Linked DNA regions of Zea mays: all the other regions are linked to region 1. Evidence: chromatin contacts called from public Hi-C data. All regions are on one chromosome and are shown on one strand. Each heading gives the region's core, a stretch centred on a gene start, on an enhancer-like site or on the middle of the called end of the contact. The rest is flanking DNA. Distances are from core to core; before and after follow the strand shown.

Region 1 (2,899 bases), core at 174-2,673:
TAACCTTTTCCGATACATGACTGTCCCTTTCATGAAACGGCAAAACCTTTGATCAACACCTTTCACGATCATTTCATTTTTCTGGACTGGGCCTTTTAGGCCCGCTTTCTTTTTTTTTCCCTACTGACGAGCGACATGATTTGGGCCTCACACACCAAGCAGCAAGCATGCCCTATGCGACACTTGTGTACCCCCGCTTGTTCTCTCGTGGGCAACTGATATGCAGCATTGTGTACATGCAATTTATTAGAGAGAAGACACTAGCCATTTTACTCCCACTACTGCACCGTTCCAAAGTAGTTTATTAGAAGAAGCAAAATAGTGTGATGCACAGAAAACTAGGAGGGAGATAAAGAGAAATAGAGATAGGTCATAGGATGTTTTGAGAAAAGAAAAAATATATAAAGGTTAATATCATTCGTCTTTCGAAGCATTATTTCCCTTAGGATATAATGATCTTTAGACGAAGGTTATGAAGGACATACCTTCATCATCGCAGTATATGTTAATAAAAGAAGAAGCCTATGAAATATAAGAAACAACATGAACCATCACATAACATTATTAACTCATCTTCATTATATTATCATAGAAAAACAGAAACAATATTGAATTACATTTGTACCTTCGGCCTGACAGAAGGTGAAAGTACAAGTGTGATGCACAAGCAAGTACAAATTAGCGTGAATAGTACGAGGGTACTGTTCATCTATTTATAAGCACAGGGCGCAGCCTGTGTAAAATTACATTCATGCCCTTCATATTTACTATTGACATAAGGACAATCTATCGAGAACTAAATAACCTTTTCCTATTTAAGTCGGTTCTTTTTCTGCTACTGAGCCGAAGATTCCTCGCGCGTAGCTTCGGAGCTGATTCGACCTTCATCCCAATCATGCTTTTCATATTGTAAATAGCTTCATCCCGAGTCCGAGGGTTCCTGTACATATATTATACTTGGGGAACATTGTTAATCATGTTTTTGAGGACCTTCGGAAGATGAAGGCCCCCAACATATAGAAATATATTATCTCTGTTTTCGAATATTTGTCGTCCGCTAGTTCTTTTTTGAACTAAGCTGCGACAAATAAAAAGAACGGAGGGAGTAGAATGTATGTGTAAGTGTTTATAAAGATAGTGTACGAGCATGCATACATTGATACTATATTTTGAAAAAAAATAATCTACATATATTCTTTTTTATTTATTAAAACGGGGAAGTGTAAGCACAACGATTCCCTCTTGTTTTGATTATGAACTCTTTTGATTCTTTTAACCTTTTCCGATCCATGACTGTTCATGAAACGGCAAAACCTTAGATCAACACCTTTCACGATCATTTCATTCTTCTGGACTGGGCCTTTTAGGCCCGCTTTCTTTTTTTTTCCTACTGACGAGCGAGCGACATGATTTGGGCCTCACACACCAAGCAGCAAGCATGCCCTATGCGACACTTGTGTACCCCGCTTGTTCTCTCGGGGGCAACTGATATACACCATTGTGTACATGCAATTTATTACAGAGAAGACTATAGCTATTTTACTCCCACTTCACGTCTGCACCGTTCCAATGTAGTTACTCCCTCCGATTTCCTATTAGTTGTCGTTTTGGATAAGGTTCGAGTCAAACTTATAAAATTTTGACTACAAATAACTATTTTGTTATTTAGTTTTGGAACCTAATATTTATATGCGTCAATTTTTCATAAAAAGTACTTTTATAAAAGTATAAATGTATTAAGAGTTAATTTGTATTTTAACAAAAAATATTGGTCAAAGTTATATTTTGGAGACCGTGTCGTTGTTCTAAACGACAACTAATAGGAAACCGGAGGGAGTAAGGTTTTAGTTTGGACACGGAAATTTATTAGGAGAAGAAAAATAGTGTGATGCACAGAAAACTTGGAGAGAGATAAAGAGAAATAGAGATAGGTCATAGAGATGTATTGAGAAAAAGAAAATATATATTAAAATAAGAGAAATGTGCATTGAGCTAGAAATGAGAAAAACACAATTATTTGAAGATAAAAACTTGAATCCTTTGACGCCAGCTATTTTGGTACGAAAAGAATAGATCGTGCCACGCGCTAAACCTTTTACATTACATGGAAAACAATTCTGCACAGAGTTTAGCTGAATTGGTTTGGTGAGGATAATTATATAATTCTCCAGCAGAACTACGTGTTGGCGCCGATCTGGGACTTTTGGTGCTCTAACACACTACGTACACTGCTTATTATCATGTGCTTTTACAGTTAATTTCCCTGAGACCTTGTCGTGATGTGCATTGGTCCAAAATATTGCGAGTAGTCTCGTCGTCGATGTATAGCAAAGCGGCAGCATGCATGCCTAGAAACTACTGCTAGCTCCACATGCACTAGCAGAAGCTGGTTCGAGCTGCATTTATGCATTGCCATATGTCACCTTGCCACTCACTATCATGTGAAAGAAATAACAAACAAACAACCCAGAAGACCAAGTTTTCTGGGCCTCCGCATAAAAACAAGCCCAACATCTCGATCAGCAAAGTCAACAGAAGCAACCGAGATCTATGGGCGCGCTGCTTAAATTCCGTGATGCATTGTATGCATGTGATGTGATGATATCTATTCTATCTCTTTTCATTGGGACGATGCTATATCCCTATAATATTCCTGGACATGTGTATAGGATTAATTTGTTCCACGAGTGATGTGATATCTACAAAAAATAAAATATTTTTAAGCATTTTATATATATGTTGTTCTGCAATCTAACTAGGGTGAGGTTATATATATGCTAGTAATTAATGAATAATAAGCATATATATGTTTGACCTACATGGTGCGTATAAAAGCACAAGGACAAATTAACAGTCTTGATCGACGGTGACAATTACCCGTATTAATTTTCAGCCCCCT
Region 2 (2,899 bases), core at 221-2,720, 620 kb before region 1:
TTGTGGCAAACTAGGGCACCAACCAAACCGTATCATTCTTTATTCAATAAATTCAGTATCATTCTTTATTCAATAAATTCAGTATCAATCTATTGATGGCTGACACAGAAGTTGTTTTGCAGTGGAACTTTGAGTTATATATTTAATAATTTCGAAGGAACAAGGGCATTCAGTGATGTCGTTGCTGAAGCAAAAGAGGCGGGATACACTGAACCTGACCCAAGAGATGATCTATCTGGAACTGATGTTGCCCGAAAGGTGGACCCTGTTTCTGTCAAACGGTTATTGAATATCATACTTATTCTTTCCTATACACTGGGCACTGTTTTTTCAATTTATCAGCACAGTAGACAGTTTCTGATTATTTTTCTTTTTTTCATTGAATGGGACAATTTATGCTATCTGTATTATGGATGGATCAGCAAGAGTCCTTACAGAACATATAAAACTAAAAGGTTGAGGATATGACCAGAGATAATGGGGAAAGTGTGTTTTGGACACTGAAGAGTATGGCTTTGCTGGGAAATTGCTGGAGCCAAAGGGCTCTCCTTGGCTGCCCCCCCCCCCAACATAGGTTGTTGTAGGGAGTGTGTGTGTTTTTATGGATCCTTTCATGTACGAGTGTTACTGACCTCCATAAGGAGTGCGTTGTTTTTTTAGGTCTCTTTAGACCCTTGTCTCTCTCTTCTTAATATATATCTAAAACGCAGTCCTCCTACGTTTTTTTCGAGAAAAAAAGTATGGCTTTGCTTGTAGGACATTATTATGTTTGATTTGTCCTTAGGCCATCACAAATTTGTAGTTTTTGTATCCAGGACACTAGAATACTAGATGAGGAAGAAAAGATTGTTATGCCCTCAGCTTCACACTTTTTGATTGATTTCAAAAGCAGAGAACCAAAATTACATCTATTGTACTTTATTTTCCCTCATCCTTTATTAGTTACTCATACTTCTTTTCCCTATTGGAATAGGTCATTATCCTTGCAAGGGAATCAGGTTTGAGGCTTGAACTTTCTGATATTCCTGTGAAGAGCCTTGTGCCAGAAACACTTGCAGTAAGATGATTCTCCTCTTAGCAAATAATGCCTTGTATTTCACTCTCCCTAATTTGTTTTTATCACACAGGCATGCTCGTCAGCAGATGAATTCATGCAGAAGCTACCATCCTTTGACGAGGACTGGGCCAGGCAACGCAGTGATGCTGATGCTGCAGACGAAGTGAGTAGACAGACCTCTCTTTCGGGATATATATGACAATTGGATTGTGCGATGTTATGAGATCTAGCTTTTGCTTTGTTGGATCCATTCTCGCCTGCATATTTCCAACATTACTTGAGCAGAGGTGATTCAGATTCCCTTCCCTTATTCCATCTGAAGGTCCTGCGTTACGTTGGAGTGGTGGATACGGTGAACAAGAGGGGACAGGTGGAGCTACGTAGGTACAAGAGGGACCACCCGTTCGCGCAGCTCTCCGGCTCCGACAACATCATCGCATTCACCACCTCGAGGTACAAGGAGCAGCCGCTAATCGTGCGGGGCCCAGGCGCGGGCGCGGAGGTGACTGCGGGTGGCGTCTTCTGCGACATCCTGCGGCTGGCGTCTTACCTTGGCGCTCCTTCTTAGAGCTTCCACTTACAGTTGTCAATTTGAAGAGGCAGATGGACAGTGCCCTGCATGATGCCTCCGTGTTTAGGCTTATTATGGACTTGCTCAAAGTTGTTCTGAATAAGTGCCAGGAAATAAGGCCTCTATCTATTTAGGCCTCTATCTTCGGGGTAGCTGACTAAGTGTTGTTATTGCTACGGAATCCAGAATTCTGTGAATTGAAATGAATTGTACCGATGAAGACTGTTTGCTTGTGTCTACTGGCTACTGTTATGTGTCGGTGTTTTAACCAGAGGGTCCCAACCAACAAGTGAATTTGTGCAAGAGAAGACCATAATTCTAGCGATGGTGGATGAGATTTATATTATCTTACACATAGGTGCTCATAGTAGGTGATACAAGCTAGTCGAGACAGGAGTAGGTCCTAAATCTCTAAATGATTAAGGCCGGTGCCAATACCAGGAATGGAGTGAGCGGTCAAGTGTTGTGTTTTTTCTCCCCCCTTCGGAGATCCTAGATTCCACCTTTTATAGTCGCAAGGGGAAGCCCAGGAGTACAAGGGTTGTCACGTAGTTGTTGTGATAAGAGATGAATCCGAGCCCTCTTAGCAGTATGGTCGGCGGGATGGCCCTTGTCCTTTGCGTCGTCTTTGGTAGGGCTAGATATGGTGCCACTTTGGCTCGGCACGTTGGGCTCGAGCTGGCTCATTAAGTTAACGAGCTAACTCGGCTCGTTAAGAAATCGAGCCAGAAAACCAGCTCGGCTCGACTCATTTGCGAGCTCGAGCTGGCACGTTTAGCTTGTGAGCTACAACAAAAAACAATATGTATATATTACACAACAATATAATCAATCACTAATTAATTCTAGATCAATTTAACACTTGAATAGAGTAATAGTACTCATAATTTCACATACCACATGAATTCAACACCTAATTAATGCAGTACATCACTTATTAGTTCATCCAACACAAGTGGAGGCTTTGTTTTGCTCACAAATGCTAGCTCATTTAAGCTAATGAGCTGGCTTGAACTCAGCTCGAGCTGTCTCGTTAACAAACCGAGTTGCACTCTTCACAATTGTAGTTCATTCATGAATTTTCATTAGCTTGGTTCAAATCTAATGAGCGGTTGTGAGATTTTTTATGCGGTTGAACTCATTTACGTCTAGAGCATCATAGAACACATTCATGGCTTGATCATTGGTTAGAATATTCTCATTGTCAATAAGTGATGGTTCATCTTGCTTCAATACGACAAACCCATCTCTAACAATAGGCCAAATCTTTT
Region 3 (2,899 bases), core at 112-2,611, 560 kb after region 1:
GGACAGGGTTCGGGGGTTTCTCAGTCGGGACCGTTGCCGCAACGTTCTATTAATGAAATACCACAAGGATGGTCTTACCCTCCTTGGCCGAGTTTTTGATAGTTGCATTTATTTGAACTTGTAGATGTGAACATCTTTTTTCAGAAAACTTGGTCCAAGTTAGAGAAGTTTGACTAACGACAAAGCCTAAGTAACTTATGATTTGGAAGAGAGGAAGTACTAACTAGATATTGAAGATAGACTGAATCATATTCTCGTAAGTAGCTGTTATCACTTAGCACTTTGACATCTAGCTAGATTTACACATGTCCAGTATGATACCATTGCATTCAATATTTGACATTATCAAAGGAAGTTCAAAGAAAGATGTTTTTAGCAAAAATATCATGAATACAAATAACTAGGCATACTGTTAACCCGTTTGCACATACTTTGAACTAAGCATATTTTGATTGCCGATGTATATCCAAGCTTAGCTATTCAAAACCAAGCAAAAACAACTCAATCAATACGGCAAATAGAAAAGAGAGGTCTGATCTTCAATTTTCCCCCAAAAGTCAAGCTGTTTGCATTCCCCCCTTAAGATGTTAGCATAAAAGATTTGAGTTCTTTCAGCAAAATGGTCAGTATAGCAAAGCTCAATGTAGAGTGAGATGAAAAGTTGTTAGATAAAATTCAGGTAGGAGTATGGAAACTACTAATCAAATTTTTTTGAATGTAGATTTCACAATAATTGGACCTAGGTCCTGTGCAATCATAAACTAAGACTCCTAATTAGTTAGTGCAGAGCTAAATTTCCTAATCTTTTTATTTGAAATTTCCGGATAATAAACATTGAATCTTTGTGGATATTCAAAACCGGACCGCTCTCAGAATTTCAAGATTCTGTAAAGGTAGAAAAGAAACAGATAAGTTTCAGCGAAAGGCTTTTAATCATCAGTTCCTTCCTCCTTTTCCTCAAAGTCAACCCCAATCCTAGACGAATCAAACATTGACTATTGTTCTCAGGCACTAACCAGATGAATTCTTGGAGTTCCTGCACCCAAGTAAACCTCACAATTAAGCAGCTAGCCGAACTGAAGCATGTCAGATCGCACTACATCATGAACCCGACGAGCAATAAGTAGATTCTAATCTAATAAATCTAGAGAGATGTGAAACAAGTCGTACCTGGAGAATTTTTGTCAGTGCTGCTCCGATGGGTATACCTGGAGATAGAAGGGAAGAATCGAAATCGCCGCAGGGCTTTGAAGGAGGGGAATGGGATTATAGGCGTGGGAGACCAGAGATGCAGTCGTTGCTTCTCTTGGTCGAGTGCAATCGGCTGCTGCGTATTATTTTAATCGATTTCTGCTAGGTTCACTAGCTCTACAAAATATGTCAGGGTAATGGTCTACTCTGTGTTAATGGCTAGTCGTTGGCTAGTCGTCTAGTAAAGATCAATCCTAGTCATTTGAACACAAGTTTAATGAGTGGAGTAAATTTTACTATTTTCTAATCTCTACTATATTTAAGCATGTGTTTGTGCGTCGCCTCCTCCCGCGAGAGTGCAGGGAGCGAATAAATTTACTCTCGTATGGAATATCTAAAAGTAAAGTATGGAGGAAAGATTTAAACAGTGCTCGTTTGGTACATAGCACTTGGCTTTTACCACTGTAACTCATATTTGTTTGTGTTATATGAAGAACAGATATTATACTAATAATTTAGAAATAAAATATAATCGTATTTAAAGAAATATTTTATTTAAGAAGATCTATCTATATAATATATATAAATTGTGGTAATGTACGGACATGTAACTAGTTATATTTTATTAATGAGTAAAAGTAATCATCTCCAACAGCTTACTTGTACCCATATTCAAACTACATTATACAAATAATACAATCTATAATGCAAAATAGTGCAAAATATGTTTTTGTAACCATATGGGTGAACTACTGTACATTGCACCTATATGGTCACTAAAACATTATTTTGCATCGTTTTACATTGTAGATTACAATATTTATAGAGTGTAGTTTAAATATGGGTATGAGTATAAGTAAGCTGCTGAAGATGGCCTAAACTATTCTCCCATGTATCCTATTCTTTTTCTTATCTTGCATGGTTTCACTCTTCTCTTCAAGAAGAGTCGTTATTTAAGAATATTTTTAGATATTAGTCCATGTTTCCAAACAAAACAAATTAGATTTTGGCCAACAAAAATTACTCATTTAAGAATTAGTTCCGCAATTAATGGACTAAAAAGTCCTAAACTATATTTTGTCAAGGAAAAATGGGAGAAGAAAATGTCACATTCAATTGTGCCCTTTAGGCTGATTCCAACCATTGCTCTTATCATCTTCCTCTATCCGTTCATTCTATTCATTTTTAAATACCACTCCCTCTTTTATTCCTCTCTATATTTCTCCTCTTCTCCAACCATTCTTTCTATTCATCTCCCTATTTGCACTTTAACTGAGCTAAAGTTACCCACCTAGTTTATTCTGTACCAAACACTTAATAACTTCGGAAAATCGTAACTCGTTAACCGTAACTCCGAATTTAGTGATTCTCGAACCCCTGGTCTCGTTAGGATGCATAGAATATTATCATGCATTATATTCCTCTGTTTGGTGTGATGTTAATTTCTCCTGTACCATGTTTGTTTGTATTATTGCGAGTAGACAAGCAAGCAACCGAGGACCCCGGTACTCAGCAGGTGGAAAATACTGAGCAGGAGCTCGTTGATGGCAAGTTGTGCCCTTGATCACTTCTATTTACCCAATAATGTTCCTGTAAGGAAAATGAACCCTGGGCCATTTGGCTAATTGAGTTTTGGTGTTTGATGATCAACATAATCCGTAAACTAAAAAGTTTTCTAGTGTTTGTGTTTGTAGTTAACAGGATGCAA

Evidence for each region. Hi-C and Micro-C count contacts between places; a contact is called where the count stands out from the background.
Region 2: a contact with region 1 is called in a Hi-C map of leaf, with 6 times the contacts expected there. The contact joins two enhancer-like sites. A contact is called at or near these places in 2 of 25 Hi-C or Micro-C datasets (ear and leaf).
Region 3: a contact with region 1 is called in a Hi-C map of leaf, with 5 times the contacts expected there. The contact joins the promoter of LOC100192813 here to the enhancer-like site in region 1. A contact is called at or near these places in 6 of 25 Hi-C or Micro-C datasets (bundle sheath, ear, leaf and 1 more).

The regions. Positions count from the first base shown.
Region 1 is chr7:83,835,260-83,838,158 of Zm-B73-REFERENCE-NAM-5.0, reverse strand. No RefSeq gene overlaps it. Among protein-coding and RNA genes, the nearest start is that of LOC103632521, 26 kb to the right of the region's middle. Within about 2 kb of position 1,423, at least 14 of the 20 cell types and tissues checked have an H3K27ac peak or open chromatin away from gene starts, as enhancers often do. A contact at or near this core is called in bundle sheath, ear, leaf and 1 more, where this site is marked.
Region 2 is chr7:84,460,047-84,462,945 of Zm-B73-REFERENCE-NAM-5.0, reverse strand. It overlaps LOC100280067, which reads left to right. Exons shown (of 19, transcript NM_001361016.1): 16 at 123-258; 17 at 974-1,057; 18 at 1,128-1,220; 19 at 1,380-1,896. The coding sequence ends at 1,625. Among protein-coding and RNA genes, the nearest start is that of LOC100280067, 13 kb to the left of the region's middle. Within about 2 kb of position 1,470, at least 6 of the 20 cell types and tissues checked have an H3K27ac peak or open chromatin away from gene starts, as enhancers often do. A contact at or near this core is called in ear and leaf, where this site is marked.
Region 3 is chr7:83,271,240-83,274,138 of Zm-B73-REFERENCE-NAM-5.0, reverse strand. LOC100192813 reads right to left here and starts at 1,361. Exons shown (of 3, transcript NM_001138006.2): 1 at 1,171-1,361.